Linked DNA regions of Sus scrofa: all the other regions are linked to region 1. A link is a contact called in public promoter capture Hi-C data. All regions are on one chromosome and are shown on one strand. Each heading gives the region's core, a stretch centred on a gene start, on an enhancer-like site or on the middle of the called end of the contact. The rest is flanking DNA. Distances are from core to core; before and after follow the strand shown. Region 1 holds the start of MARCH8 (E3 ubiquitin-protein ligase MARCH8). Region 2 holds the start of C14H10orf10 (protein DEPP). Region 3 holds the start of ZNF22 (zinc finger protein 22).

Region 1 (2,517 bases), core at 13-2,512:
TTCCTATAGAATGGCAGTATTCCACGTCCATAGATCAACCATCTATTTTGCTTCCCAGACATGCTTCCTAGGCATAAAAGTGTACCAATGGAAGATACCGTTCCTGCCTTCATGAACTATCTGTTCCCAGAGGCAGTAAGAAAAGGTCAAACAGGCCTTATAACCTATTTTCCATAGAAAAGATGAATATGCACAAGATTCAGCACTATATTTTGTACTCTTTGCAGGGCTGCATTCTAGGTGTGTTCAAGAAATGAAAATGATGTTTGACCTTGTCCTATTGACCTTGAGGATTTTTTTTCTTGGCTGTTACCTGCAGCAGCTTGATGTGGGATCTCTGGCTGCAAGGGTAAAAGTGCAACATCCCAATCACTAGACCACCAGGGAACTCTCCTGGAGGATATTTTGAGTCCACTGTTTTGACCTTGTCAATTTGTTTACAAATAGGTAAGTATGCAAAGTGATCACAATTGTATGGAGGAACATGCTTATGAAATAGATCACACCTGGACAACAGAACAATTCTGGAATATTTGAAGGTATTTGCTCACAATTCATTCACGAATTTAGTAAAAAATAATACAAACTACTCATCTTTTACGCAGTTCATGATGAATATTATGGGAGAAATTGTCGGTAAAGTTCGATCTAGGAAAACTGGACTTGGTAGAAATAGTTGCTACAAACAAAGTGAGAGCCATAATCAGGAATGTTTGATGTGGACAAAAGCTGAATGCCAAATCAAATATTTATTTAGATATGTTTGTATTTACACATACAAAGGCTAATCATGAAAATTAAAATATAGTTTAAAGTAAAAATTGTAAGTTTCATAAGCTTTCCTCACACGCTTTCTTTGATGGGGGCTGGGAGAGGTAGGCTGTGGACCTTCACTCTATCTTAGCAGACGCAAACAAATGTGTTCTTAAGGCTCTCCCTTCCTCTGCAAGCTTTGAAAAAGGAAGTATTTTCCATTTTTTTCTCCAAGTTCAACAAGATAAGCCAGACCGAATTCCCTCCCCCTTCCAAAACACGAATAATAACAGGCAGTCCGGCTCAGGGGTCACTAAAGGACGAGGCCAGGGTGGCGGGAGTCGTTCCTCCTCCTTCAGGTTGGTCAGGGCGACAAGGTTGTCACCTTCGCACCGTAGACTGCGAAGCCGGAGCACAGAGGGAGCCAGCCGCTGCTATCAGCGCCGCCCCTGGAGCGCCATCGTCGCCGAGCAACGCCTCCGCCCTCCCCGGGCCGAGCTCGTGACGTATGCATCACGTGACGGGCCAGTCGGCGTCCTCCCGCGGAGGGGTGTAAACAGGCGTCGCGGTGGCCCAGCTGCAGCCTTGCTGCGTCCGCATCTCCCGCATGCTTCAGGCGGGCGGGGGCGACCCCGCAGCGAGCTCAAAGCCCACCTGAGGTAACTCCTGCGGCCTCCAGTTCTGCTTTCCCGGTGCGGCGCGCTGCAATCGCTGCCCGCCGCTAAGGAGGCCGGCCGAGCCCCCGGCCACGGCAGGGGGTGTGGCTGCCGGCTGTGCCTTCTGCGACAGGTGGGCCCATCAGGGCAGCTGCCCAGACCCGGGCTCCGCACTGCCTTCCGCGGCAGAAAAGCGATAGCGACCCCGGGCCGTGGGTTCTTCCGCCCCGGCTCTCTAAGGTTGCCCTTGGGCCAGGCCGAGCCGGAGCCGCAGGAGCCCTCGGGCGCTGAGGGCCGGGAGCTGCCAGCGTGGAATCCCAGTTGAAGTCCTGCACCGGAGGGGCTGTGAGATCTTGGGCTAGTCAGCCCTCCCCTCGGCCTGAGTTTCCACATTTGAAAAATGAAAGTCTGGACTAGGTGATTTGTGAGGACCTTCCCCTTCTGACGTGTGTGATCTTGAGAGAGACTTGCATACATGGGAAGCTGCCAGAGCGAAAGCATAGGTAGATATTTTGACTTTTTAATTGCTCAGTTTCTGTCTGTCTTTCAGTGTTTCCGCTGACACGATTGGGATTCTTGTTCATTGGGGTGAAGTTGTTAATGGAAAACTTAGAGAAAGTCATAATGGTTTATGTTATTGTCCCTCCCCCCACCCGCCCCCAAGGCTTTAAACAATACAACGGAACCTTCTTGCCAAAACCTTAATTAGAAGCCCAAATCTGTCAAAAAGATAAAACCAAAACCTGTATCTGCCTGTCTTCCTCACCCCTTCTCCGCTCGTACTTACCCCTGAGGGACCCCAGAGATCACAGGTTGGAAAGTGCTGTTAACTAGTGAATGTTTTGTGTATTTGTTAATTTGATGGGATCCGGGAGATGAATCCTTTGTGTATGTGAAGTTTTCTATAATTTTTCCGTTATTATTTTTCTATCCGTCTGACTGTATGTCATGTAGTATATTAAGCATATATACTGGAATAAGGCCCCAGAATTTCCTAGAGAGACCTTACTCTTTCCCTCTTTTCTTGCATCCTAGTCCCAGGGAAGTAAGTTTATTTTGCCGAAGTGAGACCTCATGACTGCTGGTTTGGCGGCTCAGGCACAGAATG
Region 2 (2,517 bases), core at 13-2,512, 390 kb after region 1:
AGGGACCTCTAGGCCCCTGGGAAGCCTTCCCAGGCAGGTGGGGAAGGATGTGGCAGCAGAGGCAGGACTAGAACACAGGTCCCAAGACCTGGGATTTCTATAAGCTGGGAAATCACTGTGGGCTCTAATACACTCGTCAACACTTCCCTCCTCAATTCAGCCTACTGGCTAATTTGCTAATTGCTAACAAAACCTAAGAGAGCCAGAGAGGCTCTACAGAAGCCTCCAGATAGAAGAGCCATCAAGGTGGGAACTGCCACGTTTAACAGAAATCCTGATCTCCCAGCTGGCTGGCCCCATGCCTCAGTCCATCAGGAATACCCTATCCAGAATACATGAACTTGGGACTGTCAGGTCCTCCTGTTTGCTCAGCACCTGGGATCCATCAATCAGACCTCAGGCTTGGGCTGTTGTATCAATGACTGCTTTCTGTCCTCTGCCTGTGGATACAAGACAGGTGTCTTCCAGGAGGGCCCATGATGGGAGTATGGCCTGAGGCCTGTCTGAGAAGTACTGGTACTGGCTCTTTACAAGAGCTTCCCCAGGGTTTCCCACCTCATCCTCAGCAGCCTCCTGTGCTGACACACTCATCCCTAGTCATTGGCAGTGGCCTGGGTGCTCCCCAGTCTCCCTGTTAGCTGTCCCTTGAAAGCCCATGAGCAGCGGCTAAGTCAATCCTTTGAAGCAGAAGCCAGACTCTTGCACCCTCAATGGAACACTGCAGTCCTACTATTACCTTCAGAGAGAAAACCAATGTCCATGCCAAGACCCACTGGCCTACCCCACCCCACCATGGGCCAACCATGTGGCCCCTGGCTGTCCCCTGAGCATGCCCAGCAGACTCTCCACAGTGGCTCTGCACATGCTGCCCCCTTGGCTGGGAAGGCACGGCCTTCATTTGCTCAGCTCTCTGCTCAATGTCCCCTTTCAGCGAACACACTCCTGACCTCTCTACCACAGTGCAGCTGGACTTTTCTTTGCAGCCATAATCAACGCCCAACATTACAGCACCTATTCACCAAGTACTTACTGCTCTCCTGCACTAAAAATTAAGCTCTGGGACACAATGACTTGTTCACTGCTACGTATAGAACAGTCGCTGGTACACAGGAATACTAGTTAGATACCTGGGGAACAAATAAGCTGCCAGTTCTCATTTGAAAGCACCACCCCTGGGAAGTGGCAAGACCAGGACTCCACAGGCTGTCCTTAGTTCCAGACGAAGGTGGGCACATCTTGACTCCTAGAAGGCCCAGGAAGCCTGGCCTTGGCTACCTCCTTGCACTGCCCTGTCTGGCAAGCCCTCTAGCAGGTGCAGGCCCAGGTCTCTATCTAAGCTAGCACAGGGCCAGTGTCCTGGGGTTGCAGGATGCTGGTGGAAGATATAATGGAAACATTTCTAGGCAGCGGTGGCAGGTCCTAGGGCTGCTTGTGGGAGCCCAGTGGAGTCCCTGCCTCTCCCAGTGGCCTGAAGTGGCCAGGACTTGTGGCCGCCCCACCCCGGCCCTGCAGAGTAAACATTCCCAGAACCTCCCACAGGCATAAACACTTGCTCCAAGCTGGCAGCTGGGCCAGGCCCCGCCTGCCAAGCTGTTTTCCTCTGAGAGCCTTCCTGAGCCCTGCTATTTTTGGCCCTCGTGACAGTAATTGATTGCTGGTGGAAAGGTATAAAAGCAACTGCCAGCCTCAAAGTTCGCCAGACAGCTTGGGAGGGACTCCGCTCTGGACAGCAGTACATGGGACAGAGGCCGTGGTACATCATCCTCGTTTTCCTCCGGCCAGCGATCTGACGAGGGACACAGGGTCCAACCGCTGGACCCCGATCTCTTTGCCCCAAGCTTCCTGGGACCTTTCCTCGGACTCCTTTGCCCATCCAGCATCCCTGCTACCCCCAGGCCCCCTCAGCTACAGGTAAGAGAGAGCTACTGCCCTCCGGTTTGAGGTAAAACAGAGAGGCTTTGTGGGGCTTCAAGGGCTGTTCTCAGCCTGGGACGTGCACAGCCTCACTGCAGGTTAGAGAACAGGACGCAGCTAGTGGCCATGACAATTATATTCATAAAGGAGTGTTATATTCATAAACGGATTTCACATGAGGTGTCCTTCCGTATGTTCCTCCCAGCGCCCTGGAGAGTGGGTATTTATAACCCTGTTTTTCAGATGAGTGGAGGCTTGGAGAGCTGACTTGGCCGAAGGACCCCAGGTCAGAAAGTACAGAGCTTGGTTTGAAACCCAAGTTTTCTCTGACTCCAGTCTCTTAGGCTTGGTTCTCTTATTTGTACAGGTTCTTACCCAACAGTAAGGATAGAGCCTGAAGTAATATCAGGGGGAAGGAAAAGTCCAGGAGTTCAAGCCTCTTCTTGTATCTGTAGACTTGAAACTGCTCTCAGGCATACAATTCACACAGGGAGCCTCAGATGGGGGAGGGGACCCAGGAGGGGTGTCAGGGTATTGGCAGTGTCTCATCCCCTTTCCTCTGTCAACCAACAGTTTGCAGTTTCCCCGTGGCAAGGAGCCATG
Region 3 (2,517 bases), core at 7-2,506, 370 kb after region 1:
GACTCCAGGCCTGACAGCGCTAAGACTTTAACTGGATATTTAACAATTATATCTGCAGTAATTAAGGCAGGTATTAGAACAAACTGCCTACTACACAAAAATACAGAGAGAACAGTACTCATTTCTTAACTTTAGTAAATATTTATAGGACATCTATGACAAAGAGATATCTGTTAGGTACATGATATTGGTATTCGAAAACAGCTATAATGATAAGTACATACTGAAAAAAACACATTGATTTTTAAATACTATATAAATCAGTTCCGGTCGGAAACTCAGAGACTAACACATCTGGAACACTGCAGATGAGGAAATCACACTAACAGATAGCTGTGTGCCAGTCACTATTATCTTTTTTTTCTGGCCTGGCCCCGGCCATGCGGAAGTTCCTGGGCCAGGAATCAAACCTAGCCACAGCGGTGACAAAGCCGAAACCGTAATCGCTAAGCCACCAGGGAATTCCCTATGCCATCTTACTTAATTCACGGAGTAGGTTTATGGTATTATCTTCGTTGTACTGCTAAGGAAAGGCAGGCATACTCTGGCCAGGTTCCCACACCCTAGCAGCTTGAGCCCAGAGCTTGTACTTTTAGCAGCAGAATGACCTGCAGTCTTAATTCCCAACGTGAAGTCCAGCCCTCTGACCGGTCTTCAGTGTAATTCCATAGTAGATGCGGGTATTACGGTGAATATCAGTACACGGGCTGTTAGCCAAGCGAACACGCCTAACTGCAATGTGCTTGCTTTCTAGTACATAAAATGGGGATGACCATAAAACCCCTACATTATCAGGGCGTTGTAAGTTTAAGTGAGTCAATATCTGCAAGGCTCTCACAAAAGCCTTGTGCTACCCAAGCGTTTGTTCAAAGTTTAATCCTGACAGGCGCCTGATGGATGGCGTAAGGACTACGGCCAGGAGCCCGGGCCTGTCCTCCTCCCGCCAATCGCCGGGGCTACAGTTAAGGCCTCCAACTACCGCCTCTCCAAGGCCGGGCCCGCCCCACTCCCTCCGCCCCGCGGGCCGCGCGGAGCCCTTGCGGCATCCCGGGAGCGGAGGCCAAAGCCGCGCTCGCCACACCGTTGGCGGGTGAGCGCCGCCCTGCCGCGCCCAGCTTGCGCCTCTGGTGCCTCGGAGCACCTGCCCGCGCACCCCAGGGCCACTCACCGCGCCTGCCGTCCGCGGCCCTCGCTCGCCCGCCCGGCGTCCCTCGCGCCACCGGAAGTGCGAGCGCGCCGTTTGTCTGTGCCTCGCGGTCGCTCTAGGAACTTGGCGGATCGACCCTCTATGGTGCCTGGCCCACCGGAAAAAAGAAACCCTTTTCTTTTTGCCATTTTGTTTTCCCCTCGGAAGGCGTCCTGTGGCCCTCAGGACCGCAAGACTTGTGGTCTTCTCCCTTTGTGATGGAGGAGCGACCCACAGGGTGGGGGAGTGGCAGCCCGTGTGGTCAAGGTTTTGAAAGGCAACACCAGCCGGTCTGACCCCGAGGCTCCATTCTTTCGACAAATGTGGAGCACTTATTAATTACATAGAGGTACTTCTGGAGAGCCTAAACTATTTCTGATATTTTTCATGAGCCAATTATTTAATTCTTACCAAAAAAACCCCTACAAGATAGGAACGAGAGTACTCATTTTACAGTTAGGGAGGCCAAGGCTTAGAGTAGAAATCGCCTCACGTTCACACTATGTAAGTTGATGGCCAAAGATCTGTACCCGTCTTTTTGGCTCCAGAGTCTCATGATTTTCAACACACTGCCTTGTTTCTCTTTAGTAATGATGTCTCCTGATTCTGTTCTGTTACAGCCAACCACCTCTACCAACCTGTGCAAGTTCACCTGATCTGTGTCCTCCTTCCACCTGCAGAACTCCAAATCTAATGGCTTCAGATACCATCTGTATATGCTGAAGACTCCCAAACTGGTAACTCCAGTCAAACCTTGGGATGCAAATACTGTTGAACTCTAGACTTATATATCGAGTTGATTACTCGGTGTCTTTTGCATGTGTGATGAACATCCAAACCTAACAAAGCCCCAGATGAACTTCTGATATTCACCTAACCTGTTCATTCAACAGTCTTCAACCCAGCAGTTGATGGTGACTCCATCTTTTCAGTTACTCAAGTCAAAAATATTGATGTCATTGTTTCTCTTTTCACCCCAAATCCAAATCCAAGCCATCTGTAATTCTGTTGGTACTGTCTTCCAAATATATCCAGAATAGAGCCACTTTCAGCATCTCCACTGCTATAACCTCCACCAAGCTCCTGTTATGACCTGTCTGGATTGTTGCATTGGCTTTCTCACTGGTCTCTCTATGTCTACTCACAGCCCCAGAGTGATCCTCCTAAAACTCAAGTCAAATCTTGTCATTCATTTTGTTCAAAATCTTCCAAAGGCTTCCCATGTTATTAGAGCAAAGCCCATGCCCTCACAGGGGTACACAAAGCCATCTCTTGTTCCTTGTTGTATCAGTGCTCAGAAGGTAGCAGGCACTCACAAGTATCTGTTGAAT

The links. Promoter capture Hi-C pulls out the DNA fragments that hold promoters and counts their contacts.
Region 2: a contact with region 1 is called in a promoter capture Hi-C map of liver, with 4 times the contacts expected there. The contact joins the promoter of C14H10orf10 here to the promoter of MARCH8 in region 1. A contact is called at or near these places in 1 of 5 promoter capture datasets (liver) and 1 of 2 datasets of contacts at active chromatin or transcription factors (alveolar macrophages).
Region 3: a contact with region 1 is called in a promoter capture Hi-C map of liver, with 3 times the contacts expected there. The contact joins the promoter of ZNF22 here to the promoter of MARCH8 in region 1. A contact is called at or near these places in 1 of 5 promoter capture datasets (liver), 1 of 47 Hi-C or Micro-C datasets (fibroblasts) and 1 of 2 datasets of contacts at active chromatin or transcription factors (alveolar macrophages).

Annotation. Positions count from the first base shown.
Region 1 is chr14:90,724,288-90,726,804 of Sscrofa11.1, forward strand. It overlaps MARCH8 (E3 ubiquitin-protein ligase MARCH8), which reads left to right and starts at 1,263. Exons shown (of 7, transcript XM_005671227.3): 1 at 1,263-1,912.
Region 2 is chr14:91,117,070-91,119,586 of Sscrofa11.1, forward strand. It overlaps C14H10orf10 (protein DEPP), which reads left to right and starts at 1,263. Exons shown (of 2, transcript XM_003359280.4): 1 at 1,263-1,911; 2 at 2,488-2,517. The coding sequence starts at 2,515. The region is part of intron 3 of RASSF4 (Ras association (RalGDS/AF-6) domain family member 4); the gene reads right to left.
Region 3 is chr14:91,095,632-91,098,148 of Sscrofa11.1, forward strand. ZNF22 (zinc finger protein 22) reads right to left here and starts at 1,257. Exons shown (of 2, transcript XM_003483520.4): 1 at 1,169-1,257.